Regions from separate parts of the Macaca mulatta genome. Here region 2 is linked to region 1. Evidence: chromatin contacts called from public Hi-C data. All regions are on one chromosome and are shown on one strand. Each heading gives the region's core, a stretch centred on a gene start, on an enhancer-like site or on the middle of the called end of the contact. The rest is flanking DNA. Distances are from core to core; before and after follow the strand shown.

Region 1 (5,042 bases), core at 1,626-4,125:
ATTTATTGAATTAGGTGCTTTCAGAAATACCAAGATGCAGCAAACATTGGCAACTGATAAAGAAAAAAAATACAAGTAGAATAGGATTTCCTTTTTTATAATAGTAAATGATCATGTGTTGTGTTCTGTTGTGTGGCAGTTCACTTTTTCCTCCCTACTTATGCTTCATTCAAACAGCTAGGCCATGCCATGTTCACAGCCTAGAGGAGGAATGAGACCAGGCATAGCATAGAAACACGTGAGTCCACCCCACTTTGTTCTTCAAAAATCGAAGGATATTAGAGAAAATGAGAGGAACCCACAACCAAAGTATTTGAGAGACATTAAATGTGAGTAATAGGTTTGAGAAAAAATACAGCCTTTCCTCAGTATTTCCATAAGCCAAGAGGCAGTAGCAGACATGATGTCATTAGAGTGGTCAGACTGGTGGTACCCAGTAGTGGGAAAATGTGAAACACTGTAAGTGATCACCAGCCTAACAACAGCCACCAGCACTTGAAGACCATTCATCTTTATTGAAATGGGCACTTCCCATCTCTAACACCCTGGTTGTCATTCCCACTGGCATCTGGCAAGGACTTCCTGTGAACTGCCACCAGCCATTCTTCCAGTCACTTCACAGAAAGACTCTGCACCAAGACTTTTCTTGGTCTTTGTCTCATTCACTTCCATATGAATCCCCCTAGCTGTTGCATGCAACATTCTGAAACATAATTCTAAGACTAAAAGGAGATTGAAACCCTAGACACATATAGGTCTAGAAAAAGTAGCAAAATGAGAGTCCTGTCTCCCTTCTCCTCTCTCTCACCCTCTGTGTGTGTGTGTGTGTGTATATGTATGTGTGTGGGTGTGTGTGTGTGGGTGTGTGTGTGTATATTTCTTCTGAGGTGATGGCAGCAAATGAATCAATTTAACATCCTCTTCAAAACAATAGAGTTCTTAATAGAAACCTATTACAAATAAGCAAGATTTCAGCTTTGCTGTGGAGAGAAAATGAGAGTTAATGTATTGAAACTCATCCTTTTTTCCAGGACCTCCAAGCTCTGGTAATGGTCAAAATCCACTTGACCCTCCCTACCAAACATTCTGAAATTCTTACCATTTGTCTGAGGATGGAGAAGGGATTCCTTATTTTAAATGACAGTAGTAATTACAATGATGACTTTGGCTTGGAGTTATCATTGCTTTTCCTATTCTCAACAGAGTTTCTATCAGGTATCATGTGAAATAGTTAACTTCAAGGCCAATCTTAGGAGTACACACTCATTTACAATGCATGAGAACCAAAGACTTATGGTAGACAAAGATATTGTCCTATCTCATCTCTTTAAATACAAACATATCTCAGATATTCTACTTCTGCAAGTGTTTTCTCTGTGAAAATCTTTTCTTTGTGAAAGGCTAGAGTACCTCCATTTTTCCACCTCTAATCTCCTAATCATAAGACCTCGGAAGGAGACAAATGAGAATGAACTATCTGCTCTAGTCTTACTCACATAAGCAAGAAAAGTCTACTATTGCTCATTCACTGTTCTTATTTACTTATGAATGAATCGTATCTAAAATATTTAGTGATGGCTTCTGATCGTCAAGGTACTGAAGTATATAGAAATTGGTATATGAGTGACAAAAATTGAGTTTATTTTGTTTCCCAGGCCTAGGTTGTCTATCTAATGACAACATTTACAGTTTACCTGGACTTCTCACTGGAAATGGAATAGTTGAGTGGGAACTACTTTAGGGTTGTTTTAATTATGCTTTAAGATGAAACATAATATTTAGAAACATCCTCAAATGTAATACCACCTTGTTTTTCTCAACAATATATTCTTCTTAGTGACTGACATTTCAAACAGGCTTTCTGAATTATTTATTTTCATTTTAATAAAGCAAAACTACAGGTAAATGTTTTGCCAGATGACTTTCGTGTACTTATGTTCTAACATACCATGTTTGGCACCAAAAGATCTTAGAAACCACTATGAAAAACCATAAGATTTGAATTAGTTTCCTGACAGAAATGAACAGTTCTGTTGTATCCCTACTTGTCACTGGCTTTCTTAAACACAGAAATATTCATTTCCATAGTCTTTATGGCTTTTTGGAGAATCTCTAAGATTGGTCCCATAGCCTTGACAATTTGTTCCAACAAATCTGCTGCTGACTCAATGGGATTTTTGGAATCCTCAGTTTTTAGTGCATCCTGCAGTTTTTTCAAGGTGTCTATCATAGTGGTTTTGGAAGAATCTGGACTCCTGCTTCTCTCAGATGTGGTGACATCTGATTGCTCTTTGGTGTCTTCTGTATAGAAGTCACTTAATTGAAGATTCATGATGGGGAATTTCATCAAGTGTGAAAGAGAAGATTCCAAACTCCCAAGGATGTTACTGCTGTTTAGCGCAGAGATGATGACTGGTGTATGGGCACTTTTGAACACTTCTTTAGCTGACTGATGCAACTCCTCTACATTGGTACCCTTCTGAAACACAGAGTACATGGCCATTGCAACCTTGGAACCTAAAGACTCCTTTTGAATTTTGTCATGTTTTGCATCCACTACAGATTGCATCTCCTTAAAAATTTTGAGCATTTGCTCAAAAAAATCCTTAATGTTACTATTGTTTTTCACAGCCATCAAAAGGATTTGAGTATTCATACTGCGGTTAAACAACTCAGTCAGTGTGTTTGTGACAGAAGCAAAATCTTGTACATGAAAGAAGAACATTTTGGCAGCTTGAATCAGTCTCTCTTTATCCTTTTCTGACTCTGAAGACATCTCTTCAACAAAGAAGTTTCAGCACTGCAAAGCAAAGCAGTAATCCCAATGAAAACTAAAAGTCGATTTGGCAACCATAAAAAACTGAAAGTATAGTCTAAATATGAGGATAACTCCTGCCAAGTGCAGGAAAGCTATACAAACATTAAAACAAAAATGATACTTTGCTTCAATAAAAAAAATCACAAAAATAATTAAAACAGAGTAGAACAGGGTTTTATCACTGAATTTATACCACATATCAAATACTGTATGCTGGATCCCAAATATATGGATAGATTCACATACTGAATTACACTACACTCAAGGATATTACCCTTGATAACTATTCAGTGTAGTGAAAAATATTGGATAAATCTTTACAAATTACATAGAGGGTCTCTGGTTCCAGTTAAGGTAGACTAAGCACACTCCATCCAATCTTTCCTACTGATTACAACTAAAAATCTGAACTGAATATATAAAATCCCTATCAGATAATGCTGAAAGCTAGATGACAAAAGACCAAGGAAGTAGGGAGTACGGCATTGAAAGGACAACAAAGCAATGAAGCTCTCTGACTTTTTGTTTGAGGGTGGGTGTTTTGTTGTCGTTGTTGTTGTTTGTCTTTTCCTCCTTCCTATATATCCCACCTTGGGCTCTAGGACCACCTGGAATTAGAACTTTGAACATGCCCAAACAGGGAGAGCTCCAAAAAAAACCTACTCTGCCTAGCAAATCAGGAGCAGGGGCCTCTGCCGGGTAGATCCCTTTTGATCTAGTTGCCGGCAGCAAAATGGTAGCCCCCCACCCCCACCGACCTAGCCCTCTGTCTGCCCTCAACTAGTCATGAGCAGGAGGCAGCCCCAAACACTTCTGACTTCAAGTGCTAGGAAGTAACAGCAATGCCACCCACCCCCATCCCCTACTCCCCACCCCACCCCCACACACATCTCACAAGCACAGCAGAGGTCAGTCAGTCCTTTGCCCCCGCTCCTGCCAACTGGCAGTGAAAAGGCTGTCCTTATGGGGTGGACCCCTTTTCACTCTTCCCACTCTACCCTGGGCAGAAGCAACTGTCATGCAGGGATGGTGGTAGTGATCTTGCAGGCTCCTTTCTCTCACTGCTTTGCCCCAAGATGAGAACCAGTTGCAATGGGAAGAGCTGAAACTGTTTTCCAGCCAGAACACCAGGAAAGGGGACCCCTGGGAATCAAATAGTGGGTGGCAGACCACAGAAAGAAGCAAAAATTATAACCAAAAAATAGCACTGCTGGGATTTTCAATGCACGTAGATGCAATGTATATGACAATTACATCATAAAGGAGAGAGGGTAAGGAGACTTATGTAGCTGAAAGACTTCTTGATTTCACTTGAAGTGATAAAATATTAATTCTAAGCAGATTGTGTGAAGTGTGGAAGTATATTATAATCTCTAGAGTAGCCACTGAAAACAGAGCAGGAAACAATGGGGCCATGGAAGCAGAGATGGGGGTGATGTGGCCCCACATGCAGGGCTGATGATGGCCACCAGAGCTGGAAGAGGCAAGGAATGGATTCTCCCTCAGAGCCCCCAGAGGGGCAAGGGCCTGCTTGACTTCAGCCTTCCAGCCTTGAGAACTCTGAGAGGGTACATTTCTGTTGTTTAAAATCACTAAGTTTGTGGTAATTTGTGATAGCAGCCCTAGGATACTAATACAGATTTTGGTCAATAGGCAAATTAAAATGAAACTTCACAATTATTTAAGTAACTACTTATATTACTCAAAAGATGGCTTGAAAAGGAAAACAGAGAAATTTTAAAAACAGAACAGAAAAACAGAAAACTAATAATAAATGTTACACTTAATCTAAGCATATCAATAGTTACATTAAATATGCATTTCTAGAACTAATAACTAAGTTTCACAAGGTTGAAAAATACAAGATCAAATGTACAAAATCAATTGTATTTCCATATATTAGCAATAAAATAAAAATCAGAAATTAAAATTAAAACAATGACTTTTACAATATCATTAAAAATATGAAATATTTATAGATAAATCTGACTAGAGAGATGAAATATCTCTACACTTAGAACTGTAAAACATTGCTGAGAAAAATTAAGGAAGACCTAAATAAATAGAAAGATATATATTGTTAATGGACCAAAACAGTCAATATTGCTAAGATGTCAGTATTCCTCAAATTAATTTATAAAAACAACACAATTCCAATAAAAAATTCCAGCAGCTTTTCTGATATATATAAAAGACAATAAATGTTCTCTTAATAGAATTAAAA
Region 2 (5,142 bases), core at 1,426-3,925, 190 kb before region 1:
CCACTCAAGAGCATTTCTCATTGCTCCTATACATCATCAAAGAAGTTATTTCTCTAACTCAGTTTATCACCTTAATCAACAACAAATATCCATCACCAACTTGACAACCACCATTTGCTTGTTTAGAGAGATTTGATGGTGGTTGAAGCAGATGGAAATTCCTCCAGGTAGATGTAGGCACAGAAGGCAAAGTTGAGCATATATTTGCCAAGCCCAGAATCATGCATCCATTTCCTTAACAAATATTTGTTAAACACCAACGTGCTACTCACTATGCCAAGTGTTGGAATGAAACAGTGAAAAGACCCTGTCTAGTTGGAGTGACAGAAATAAGCAGTTACAATAGAGTTAGAACAGGTATGTGAAGGCATCAAGATGGTACCACCGGCCCTGGAGTGAACAAACAGGGGACACCAGGGCACCAGGCATGTGCTCTGCAAACCACCACTCTGAGACAAGTTTTGGCTGATGGTGAGAAAACAGTGGACACGAAGGGCAGATAGATGTTAGTGTTTAGGGGACAGGCTTTGGGCCTTGAATAGACTTTGATTGGAGGCACGGCTCTACTACCCGTTAGTCTACTTAATTACATTGAACAGTTAACTCCCTAAGCTTTAATTTCTCTTATTTATAAATTAGACCCTTTATGTTAGCTATTTTAGATAACATTGTGATAAGAATGGCACGTTGTTCACAAACATATAAATATTCCATCAATGTTTGCCAAATAAAGCACTCCCAAATTACATAATTTTAGAAGTACAGTAAAGGAAGCCCTGTCTTCCTCTGGAAAGCTACATACAGAGGAAATGTGAAGCCTAAAGTTTCAAAGACTGAAGTGACATGAAAATTAAATAAAGGAGGAATTTTTGAATGATCAATAGCTTCAGAGCTGAATCTCTAAGAGGCATCTTTAAGAATCAATACCGATACCATAACATTGATCCAAAAAGATAAGAAATGGCATCCTATCTTTTTATGAAAATGGAAAAAGTCATATAAATTTAAAAGAAGCTGTGAAAACCATGGGAGATTAGACACAGTAAAAGACGTATTTGGCCCTCATTCATGTAAAGCAAGTGAATTGCCCTACAGGTTTCCATGTGAGACCATGTTGTGCTTTATGGTGGAAGGAGGGGGAAAAAGGTCAAAACAACCAGACTTTACCCCTAGATTTGACTAAGGACTAGCTCCACCACATTCCAGTTCTGGGGCATTTACTTATGAGCTCGAGACTGATGATCAGTGCTCTTATGATAATACCTACTCTACAAGTGTGTGAAGAATCTAGTGCCCGGGATCTTGCCTTGCACCTTGGAGGCTCTCAAAAGACAGGAGTTAAAGTCATCGCTGAGAGGAAGATAAATGAATTTATGACGTCTCTATAGGTCAAGCAACTCAATACACTGATGGCCTCAATCTTCCCACTGCATCATTTCTTCACCTTTTGCAGATCGTGAGAAAATGCTGTCATTAGCAAAGTCACATTGGTTTCTGAACCTTAGGTCAACAGCTCTGCCACAGAAAGCCTGCTGTGGCCACAATTGTGAAATGACAAATGATTTCTGCAATCACAGATGGCACTTTCGGTCCTCCTTCTGGTCCCACCCCAGGTGTTCTTAATGAACAATCAGCTGCCTGAAAGCTGCCCTAATTCTGCCCCGCAGGAAAGAACAACTTCTCAAAGTATGGTTCTCAAACTCCATGTGTCAGCATCCCCTCTTGCAGTGAGCAGACGCCACAGGAAAAAATCAAGTGGTCTGTTGAGATTTGAACCACCAGGAACCTGCTCAAAATATTCCACATGAAAAAACAAAGAAGCGTTGTACCTGTGCGGGGATAGGATTATAGACCCATAGGAAGTTTTTCTCCTATCACAGAAAGGGATGCTCTGAGAATTCATGAGTGATTGGGGTTTCTGTTTTGCATTTTTTAAAAAGAGGGAGTTTGAAAGTAAGAGAACATTGATCCAATGGAAATGTGTTAAAAATTGATTAAGACTGGGGTGTTTGTATTTTGTGTAAACCTCTATTTGTTATATGTGTTTAAATACCCACCAACAGAAAAACATGTTTAAATTAAAAGAAATCCCACTATCATTTTAAATGAAATTAAAAGAACTCCTGTGAGTTTGTGAATTGCTAAAAGCTTTGAAATATAGAATTTGCAGAAACACACATAGCTGTAGGATAAAGAACATGATCCATCAGAGTCCAGGTCAGGAAACTAGAAAGTGTACTAATTATTATAACAGATGGAATTTATTATAAATTAATTATAATCAGTTACGAGGAATTGGCTAGGCTAAATAGAGAAGGTAGAATAAGGGGAAGAAATGGAGGTCCTGTCCCAGGTGTTCGTAATGAGCAATCAGCTGTCTGAAAGCTGCCCTAATCAGAGAAGATGCCTGGTAGAGCCATTGTCAGACCTGGACCAGATCTCTGAGGAGAGGGCACGGCCTGGCTGCTACGGGTAACTTTGCAGAAAGAGTGTAGAAAGAAGATGGAGACTAGAACCAGACCAACTGCTGCTGCCAAGAGAGTGATTGTTGCTGGGGGATGCTGCTGCCAGGAACAGGGACTTCTCCCTCCCTCCCCCACTTTCTCAGCCTCCCAGCAAGCATCCAGTTCCTACCCCTCAGAGGAGCCTCACAGGGAGCCAAAGCTCTGTTTGCTATCATCCTAGCCCCAGTGTCCTAAAGCTGAGTATGGAAAGGTGGGTTTGAAGTAGAGAGACAATAGCTTCATAAATCAGCACAGTGTCTTCTTAGGAAACCCTTCAAATAAACTGAAGCAGATTAAAAAAAAAAATCACAGCAGATGCTTCAACTGGTAACTGCAGTTTGCAAACAAAGAACCACATTGCTGTAACCCGAATGGGGAAGCCTCTGCTTATGCCATAGTGATCTTTGCAACTATCCATGCACACAAATAATTTTCTCGCGTATTTACTCACCCAGGAAGTATTTACTGAGTTCCTTCTATTTCTAGGCATTTCCTAGGAAATGGAGTGGGTATAACAGTGAACAAGACAGGCAAATTCCCTGTCCTTGTGAAGCTGATGTTCTAACAGGATAGACAGACAACAAGCACGCTAAAAACAGCCAGTAGTGCTAAGAGTAAGAAGACTGAAGGTACGTGAGAACAAAGGGGTATCCAATCCAATTCCTTTTCCTAATGCAACAAACACATGACATTTCAATAAAAACAACTGATTATTCTAGCTCACATGGGCTAATATTTTACATTAACTTTCTTTCATAAGCCATCATTTCATCTGTCAGTGGTTCATATTAAGCAACCTGGCTCACATCATATCTCTTAAAACAATAAGACCCAGAGCACTAAAATTCACCACTTCTGGTGAGAGCCAAAGTACATATACATGAGCTCCGGCCCTGCACACTGGGGTGGGTGAGCTGCAGGACATTCTCTTTTAGACTGTTCTTGTGTCCCAGACACAGCATGTAGGGGTCTGAAATAATCTCTCTCAAAGAGCTTTAATGATGAACTTTTCAGGAGCAGATACTTGGGAGAAATAGAAAACCAAAAGACATGTTTCAGAGACTGATCCTTCTTTTCAAACTTCAGGGGAAAATCACCTATTTGTAGCTTAGCGTATAGTTGGTTGCCTGAATGAAATAATTTCAAATGATGGTTATTCTAATTCTGTCATAATTGTTACTTTAGGCAAAATTAGTCAAAAAATGTCGACTCCAATTTGTTTTGCTTCTTCAAGGCACCATAACTACTGAAATATTGAGGATATTAATCAAACCTGTTGTGTACATACTTCTTGTGGTGACCTATGTTAGAAAAATAACTGAGGCTCTAGCATGCATTTACTAATCTGTCATTTAAATGCCATGTAGCAGCTGCAGATTATGTACACTGAATTGTTAATAATGCTGTGGACAGAAACTGTATGGGGGGGGATTTTTTAAAACCACACTTCTCACTATGTTCCTTCTTATACCTAACATTAAAACATTTTTCACTCCTTTTCTGAAAATCCAATAGTACTGGCCACTGTATGTAAATGACCTCTAAAGTGACACACGTGCTCACAAGTGTGGCACAGTCTCTGGTTTCACATAGCTGGCTTCACTCAGTTCCATCACCTACTGGCCTTTGGAGGCATTTGAGTTTTGCAAACTCTGTACTTAGTGAATAGCTCAGAAGAGATATTAAATATATTTAATAATCAATAAGGCATGGGCAATAAATGGGTGAGGTCCTAGAAGTCTGATGCAGTGGGAGGCATTAGCCCATTAACTTCTAATTGTGAGAAGAGAATAGGTTGAAGGGATGTGGGGGATGCCTAGGGGGATCATGACAGGAGTTATTTACCTGTCATTGAACTGTCAATATCTGAACTACCTCTACGGCCATATCAACTGAATATCAGATCTAGGTGTGTATTCATTAGGTGAAGAAGTTGTGAAACTCCTTCATGAGAGTACGATATATAAGTTTGAGATAAGGAAATATATAGAAAAAAATCATAGGTGAAGTGAAGAAGGAAGGGATGGTGCCTTCAGATACACAGAACTAGAGGTAGAGGAAAGAGTACTGTGCATGCACGTGTGTGTGTGTGTGTGTGTGTGTGTGTGTGTGTGTGTGTGTGATTCTACCAAAACCTAAGGGAAGCATGTAGACATAACAAATATTATTGTTTCTGAAGGCCTGAGGTTTGAACTTTGAGCTGCTTAAGATGCTACATGTCTAAAACAGCTGTTTTCTCCTTTAAAATGGATAAGAAAAGCAATGATTCCCTCAACCTGGTTCATAGTCCTCAAGTAGTAATGGAAGAACTAGGACAACAGGAACCTCTATCAGATCCCTTATCCCACTTATCTGTCTCTTTCCACTAGACTGAGAGTTTCTTTCGTCTTTGTTTCCCAAAACCTAAGCAGTGCCTGGCAGACAATGTACCTTCTCTGGCTCCCTTCCAACGTCAGAATGATTCAGGCTCTCTTTGTGCCAGTTTATCTAGCTCAACTGGAAGGTCTTTAAGGGAATGGGCCATGTTTTCGTTACTTAACATTGTGTATAGTGCCTGACTCAGAGTAAGGCGTAATATATTTGTTGAATAAATAAGTGAATGAATATCAATGAATTACCTTGGCAAACACTTGTGAGA

Evidence for each region. A called contact is a pair of places that touch in the nucleus more often than the background predicts.
Region 2: a Hi-C map of sperm shows a contact between it and region 1, with 4 times the contacts expected there. The contact joins the enhancer-like site here to the promoter of C11H12orf60 in region 1. A contact is called at or near these places in 4 of 14 Hi-C or Micro-C datasets (cortical neurons, fetal cortex germinal zone, fetal cortical plate and 1 more).

Annotation. Positions count from the first base shown.
Region 1 is chr11:17,259,266-17,264,307 of T2T-MMU8v2.0, reverse strand. C11H12orf60 (chromosome 11 C12orf60 homolog) reads right to left here and starts at 2,875. Exons shown (of 1, transcript XM_077953675.1): 1 at 670-2,875. The coding sequence starts at 2,776. The coding sequence ends at 2,042.
Region 2 is chr11:17,448,269-17,453,410 of T2T-MMU8v2.0, reverse strand. No RefSeq gene overlaps it. Among named protein-coding and RNA genes, the nearest start is that of ARHGDIB, 41 kb to the right of the region's middle. Within about 2 kb of position 2,675, at least 3 of the 40 cell types and tissues checked have an H3K27ac peak or open chromatin away from gene starts, as enhancers often do.